Linked DNA regions of Callithrix jacchus: region 1 is linked to region 2. A link is a contact called in public Hi-C data. All regions are on one chromosome and are shown on one strand. Each heading gives the region's core, a stretch centred on a gene start, on an enhancer-like site or on the middle of the called end of the contact. The rest is flanking DNA. Distances are from core to core; before and after follow the strand shown. Region 1 holds the start of TTLL6 (tubulin tyrosine ligase like 6). Region 2 has its middle 19 kb from the start of ATP5MC1.

What was found. A called contact is a pair of places that touch in the nucleus more often than the background predicts.
Region 1: a Hi-C map of induced pluripotent stem cells shows a contact between it and region 2, with 5 times the contacts expected there. The contact joins the promoter of TTLL6 here to the enhancer-like site in region 2. A contact is called at or near these places in 3 of 3 Hi-C or Micro-C datasets (induced pluripotent stem cells and skeletal muscle).

The regions. Positions count from the first base shown.
Region 1 is chr5:117,477,940-117,481,323 of calJac240_pri, forward strand. TTLL6 (tubulin tyrosine ligase like 6) reads left to right here and starts at 1,982. Exons shown (of 18, transcript XM_078374247.1): 1 at 1,982-2,108. CALCOCO2 (calcium binding and coiled-coil domain 2) reads right to left here and starts at 1,815. Exons shown (of 15, transcript XM_078374248.1): 1 at 1,634-1,815; 2 at 175-686.
Region 2 is chr5:117,426,191-117,429,304 of calJac240_pri, forward strand. No RefSeq gene overlaps it. Among named protein-coding and RNA genes, the nearest start is that of ATP5MC1, 19 kb to the left of the region's middle. Within about 2 kb of position 1,816, at least 4 of the 16 cell types and tissues checked have an H3K27ac peak or open chromatin away from gene starts, as enhancers often do.

The DNA of each region.
Region 1 (3,384 bases), core at 732-3,231, 52 kb after region 2:
CCTTAGGAACAAAACAACAATGAAAACAACAGGGTTGGACCTGGATTTTGCCACATACTTGAGCCTCTGAGTTAGAACTCATAGGACATGGTCCAAATTTTTTGACAACTAGGACCCTCCATCACTCTGCTTCAGTTTTTCATGCCCAGGCCCAGTAAGTCCCTCAGTGTTTACCTTGTGGATTTGTCTGTTTCAGGTTTGCCAGGCACAGATCACTGCTACTCTCTGCTTTCCTGGCTGTCATTCGGGTTGAAGCTTGCTTTGCTCTACAGTGAGGGCAGCTCCACTGTTTGCTGTATTCACCCTGCGTTTGCTCCTGTCATCAGCTCCGAAAGGACATTAGTGCCAGGCTCTGGCCTATGAGCTCCGGTTGCAGCCTCTCATAAATAACCAGCTGTCAGTGATTTTAATGGAAACCCTTTGAAAGCCGTAAATCTTTGCTGCTCTCTCCTGCATCCTCTCCCTCATTTCCATCACAATATCACTCCTGAGGGACCTGAGACCAAACAGGAGCCAGGCAGAGCAGATTGGTAGGACGCTGGGGAAAGAAAACAGTGGGATGGGGGAGGAGAACAGAGCTGCGACAGTTGGTCTTAGGGAAGCATCTGCTGGGTGACCAGTTGATGATGGTCACCTTACCCCTCAGGGCCTGGGAGACAGGGAGGGGCATCACAGCACGGGGCTACCTGCAGGGAAAAGAGAAGAGGACTGATTGAATGGCAGGGAGGTTTCTGGAAGAGCAGCAGATGGGCCACTGGTTTCACCTTGGGCCCTCTGTTCACTCTGGGGTGACTGTAAGCACCACGTGGCAGGCTTCCAGGGTCGGCTTGGGGCTAAGCTACACCTTTGCCTCTGATATTCTGCCTGTGCAGATCAGCAGGTGAAGAGGATCTGTGTTGGGAGGAACTTAGGTTACCAACTCAGGCCCAAATGAGTGTTTATTTTATTTGTTTGAGACAGGGTTTCCCTCTGTTGCCCAGGCTGTTGTGCAGTGGCGAGATCTCAGCTTAATGCAAACTTTGCCACCGGGTTCAAGCGATTCTCCTGCCTCAGCCTCCTGAATAGCTGGGGCCACAGGTATGTGCACCACGCCCGGTTAATTTTTATATTTTTAGTACAGAGGGGGTTTCGCCATGTTGCCCAGCTAGTCTTGAACTCCTGAGCTCAAGCGATCCACCCACCTAGGCCTCCCAAAGTGCTGAGATTACAGGCATGAGCCACAGTGCCCGGCCGTCTACAATGATTTGAATCCAGTCACTACTACAGATTCTCCACCTGAAGACCAAATGGTGGCTGTGAAAAGCCCATATCCCTGACCCCTTGAGTCTTACTGACTCTTCAGTTGGGTCTGGGCGGCTCTCTCTTACTGATCAGTTCACTGGAGGCCATGACACCCTACACTCTGGAGGCAAGGTCAGGATTCAGTAAGTCTGAGCGGTCATTACGGTTTTGCAATGCCCATTTTCCTGTTGAAGAAGCTAAGCCTTACAGAGGTAATGATGCCTGCCCAAGGTTACACAGGCACTAATATGCCTGAGATGCTGAGTCTCCAACCAAAATTTTCCCACGGTGCCTCCTGCTTCAGGTTTGCCCTCTACCGGGGGCCTAAATTCAAAGCGCCCTCCTCCCTCACCGCAGCCCAGCGCAGCTGGACCTCTGGAGCAGGACGCTCTGGTCGCGCTGGCCCACTGCGCCCCGAAGGGACTGGCGCGGGTGGGCTGGGGCTGCGGCTCCGCTAGCTGGGCGCGTGTAGGGCTGCGGGGGCGAGCGGCGGTCCAGCCCCTGGCGCCCGGGTGCGCGGTGCGCGCGTCCTCTGAGTTTCCAGGGACAACTGTGGGCGTTTCCCTCCCCTAGCGCCCAGGCGGTTGCATTCAAGAGGGACGGGGCATGGCAGCTACTGCAGGGGCCAATCGAAGGCCTAGAAGTCTCCTTATGCAAATATGAGGGCCGGGCAGACCCAAAGTTAGCGCGAGCGCGGGTTGGGGTTGGGGCTGTTGGGCAGCCAATGGGAGCGTTACTACTTCATCCTTCGAGAAGGGGGCCAGCAGGTGTGTTTGCGAGCGGAACTGGCAGCCCAGCGGGGCGAGACGAGGGAATAGGAATAGCGGGTAAGAGCGCCCCAAAGCCCGGTGTTGGTATCAGACCACAGTCTTCTGGTGCCTCTCCCCTGAAAACCTGGCTAGACACGTCTTCTTATCCCCGCACGGGACCCAGCTCCCCTGGGTACCCTGCTGTCCTCCCTGGTGGCGTTCCACAGCGTCAGCCACTCACCCTCACTGTCCCTCGGCTCCGGGGCTCCCCACTTCTCAGTCCCTCCTTTAACGTTCATTTCCTGCCCTTCCCCGATTTCCTAAACCAGATTCTACCAAGGAGCTGTCCCTTAGACATCAGCGATCCCTGGTACTCACACAACCCTCTTCATGTCCTTCGTCCCCATCATTGGATCCTTTTCTTTATCACTGTTCTTCATTTGTCTGGGGAAACCTTCCAGAAAGACACTTCCCATTTTTCGTGGCCAGCAAAGCCCTCTGCAGATGCCCCTACCCCCTTCCAGCCTGGTATTCTTTCACTTCCAGTTATTTCTCACCCCTCCTGAAGAATACTCTTCCAGCTTTTCAGAAAGTTCTTTGGGATTTGAACGTTAGGAAAATTATCACATTGGGCATGAAGTGGGAAGAGAGCTAACGTTTTTATTTTTATTTATTTGTTTGAGACGGAGTCTTGCTCTGTTGTCCAGGCGATCTCGGCTCACAGCAACCTCGGCCTCCTGGGTTCAAGTGATTCTCCTGCCTCAGCCTCCTGAGTAGCTGGGACTAAAGGCGCCCATCACCACGCAGCTAATTTTTGTATTTTTAGTAGAGACAAGGTTTCACCATGTTGGCCAGGCTGGTCTCAAACTCCTGACCTTGTGATCTGCCTGCCTTGGCCTCCCAAAGTACTGGGATTATGGCGCCCAGCCTGGGAGCTAACGTTTTTAAAGCACCGGTATGGGCGAGGCACTCCAAAAAATTATTTAATATTTACACCAATCCTATTTTATATATATATATAGATAGATAGATTTTTTTATTTTGAGAGATGGAAGGGTCTCACTTTATTGCCCAAGCTGGTCTCGAACACCTGAGCTCAAGTGATCCTTCTAACTTGGCTTTCCAAAGTGCTGGAATTACAGGCATGAGCCACCACTCCTGGCCTATATTTTCCTTTTTTTTTTTTTTTTTTTTTTTTGAGACGGAGTTTCTCTCTTGTTACCCAGGCTGAAGTGCAATGGCGTGATCTCAGCTCACCTCAACCTCCGCCTCCTGGGTTCAAGCAATTCTCCTGCCTTAGCCTCCCAAGTAGCTGGGACTACAGGTGCACGCCACCATGCCCAGCTAATTTTTG
Region 2 (3,114 bases), core at 566-3,065:
TACAGGCTGCACTCAGCCTGTCAATGTGTTTTACTTAGCAAATACAGCTGCTTGCAAACAGCGTTTCTTTTTCCCTTGTGACTAGGGCCACTGGTCTGCCAGAATGGCTATCCAGTCCTCCAGATAGGGTTAGAAGCCACTTTGTTGAGAATGATATGAGCAAGATGTCTGTCCAGGGGAATGACTGGTATAGACTTCATCAGAGATTGAATTAAGTGATGGAAAGGGAATGTTCCATGCCTCTGGTCCCTACTATAAATCTATTCAGGGTCTTTGGCAACAGTCCTAGGCATGAGTCCTGACTCACAGGGAAATAAGGATAGGTTTACAGAGATAGAATAATACCATTTGGAGAAAGGAGAACTGGAAAAAGACACAGAGTGTCTCTAATGAAGTGCAAGAGTTCTGAAGTTGGACTGCCTGAATTTAAGTCCCAACTCTGTAGGCAGGGCATTGTAGTTCACGCCTGTAACCCCAGCCCTTTGGGAGGCTGAGGCCAGCAGACTGCTTGAGCTCAGGAGTTTGAGAACAGCCTGGGCAACATGGTGAAACACTGTCTTTACAAAAAATACAAAAATTCTGGCGGTGTATGATGGCTCATGCCTGTAATCCCAGCACTTTAGGAGGTCGAGGTGGGTGGATCACCTGAGGTTAGGAGTTTGAGACCAGTCTGGCCAACACGTGAAACCCCAAATCTGTCTCAAAACAAACAGACAAACAAACACCCCTACAAAAATTGTCTGGCCATGGTGGTGCACACTTGTAGTCCCAGCTACTCAGGAGGCTGAAGTGAGAAGATGGCTTTAGTCCAGAAAGTAGAAGCTGCAGTGAGCTGTGATCATGCCACTACACTCCAGCTTGGGAGACAAAGCAGGACCCTGTCTTGGAAAAAAAAAAATCCCAATTCTGTAACTGTATGACCATGCATGATTCACTCATTCTCTCTTCATGTCCTATCTGTGAAATGGGTTTATTAATACCTGTAATTGTTATTTATCATATATATTGATGATTAATGTTTTGTTGTGGGGGTTAAAATGATCAAATACAAAGTGCTTAACATATAAGCACTCAATGCCCACTTTTTTTTTTTTTTGAGTTGGAGTTTTGCTCTTGTCACCCAGGCTGGAGTGCAATGGCACGATCTCGGCTCACTGTAACCTCGGCCTCCCAGGTTCCAGTGATTCTCCTGCCTCAGCTTCCCAAGTAGCTGGGATTATAGGCAAGCACCTATAATCCCACGCCCAGTTAATTTTGTATTTTTGGTAGAGATGGGGTTTCACCAGGTTGGCCAGACTGGTCTCGAACTCTTGACATCAGGTCTTGGCCTCCCAAAGTGCTGGGATTACAGGCATGAGCCACTGCGCCCAGCCCAATGCCTACTATTTTATCTAAATTAAAAGGAGATGTTAAACTTAACATTTTGTTAAGAAGGTAGCTCTCAGGCTGGAAGTAGTGGCTTATGCCTGTAATCCAAGCACTTTGGAGGCCAAGGCGGGCGGATCACCTGAGGTCGGGAGTTCAAGACCAGTCCGACCAACATGGTGAAACCCCGTCTTAAAAAAAAAAAAAGAAGGTAGCTCTCATGTTGTGTTCTTACACAATCAAAAAGTTATAACAGATGAGTAGGTAGTCAGCAGAAAAAAGAAAAAAAAGAAAAAAAGCAAAGTTAACTCAGAAAAAAATAAAAGGAGATTACATACGGCAGATGCGAGCACAACACAAATAATCCTGTTGTTCAGTATGTGTTGACAGGATCTGAAGCTGGCTACAGGAAGAATTTCCCAGCAACAAAGAGTGGGAAGCCCTGAGCAAACTGTAAAATCTCCTCCTCAGTTTCTTCCCAAGAGAAGCTTTCGTCTCAGGGGTGGTCATTTCTGGAGGCAGGGGCTGCAGGAGACCCTGGTAGCAGGCAGGTCTGTTTGGTGCCTGAGTCCATGACAGTTGATAAACAAGGCCCCTTCAGATGCTGCGCTGGGCATTGCCTGGGGTATGTAACCAGGAGACGGAGTGCCTGCATTTCCAAGATCATTTGTAGCTGTTTCCTGGACCTGAGTAAATTTTTATTTTAAAGGTGCCCCCTGGCCCAACCCAAATCTCAGCTTAACATTAGCAGTTGCTTCTCTTTGGCTGAGCAGATGAACTGCAAAAAACTCCCAGAGTGAAAGGGGAAAGGGAAGGGTGGGGTTGGGTGAGGTGGCAGGAATGGGTTCCGGGTGATGGGAGGTGGGCCTGGTTGTCACTAGGGCCTCTCCGGTAAACTGAAGGGCAGGCAGGCTACTGGCAAAGAAAGAGTTATTGAGCATCAGCTGACGGGATGGCAAGCAGTAAGGGAGGCTCTGGCCCAGTAATTCTTATCTTCTGGAAAGTTTAAGAGTCATATTGTCACTTGCAAGGAATTTCCTGGACTATGAACTTTATTGCAGAGAGGACAGAACGGCTGGGTGGGAGGAAGTTAGCCTCAGGCTTCACACCCACCCCTCCCATTCCCCCACAGCTGGGTTTGCTGTTTCTCCAAACAATTTAGTGTTAACAACATAAACCCTGGTCCGGCCTGGCCTCCTGCAGCTGTGTGGCCTTCAAGTCTTTATCCTTGATAAGCCTTGGCGCCCTCATCTATAAATGGGTTTAATAACAGCACTTGCTTATAGTTAATGCCGAATATATGTTGGGTTTGAATGATGATGAGGAACCTGGGGCCAGAGATTTGCACTGAGGGGATGAATAGAGAACAGAATCTGTCCCTTTTTTTTTTTTTTTTTTTTTTGAGACGAGTCTTGCTGTCACCCAGGCTGGAGTGCAGTGGTGTAATCTCAGTTCACTGCAACCTCCACTTCCTGGGTTCAAGTGATCCTCGTGCCTCCGCTTCCCAAGCAGCTGGGATTACAAGGGCCCGCCACCATGCCTGGCTAATTTTTGTATTTTTAGTAGAGATAAGATTTCACATGTTGGCCAGGCTGGTCTTGAACCCCTGACCTCAGGTGATCTGCCTGCTTCCGCCTCCCAAAATGCTGGGATTACAGGCGTGAGCCACCATGCCGGGTCTGTCCCTGTTCTTGGGAGCTGATCAGAGGATCAAGATGGGCATGCATCAAAAGAAATGCACTTGGTTGC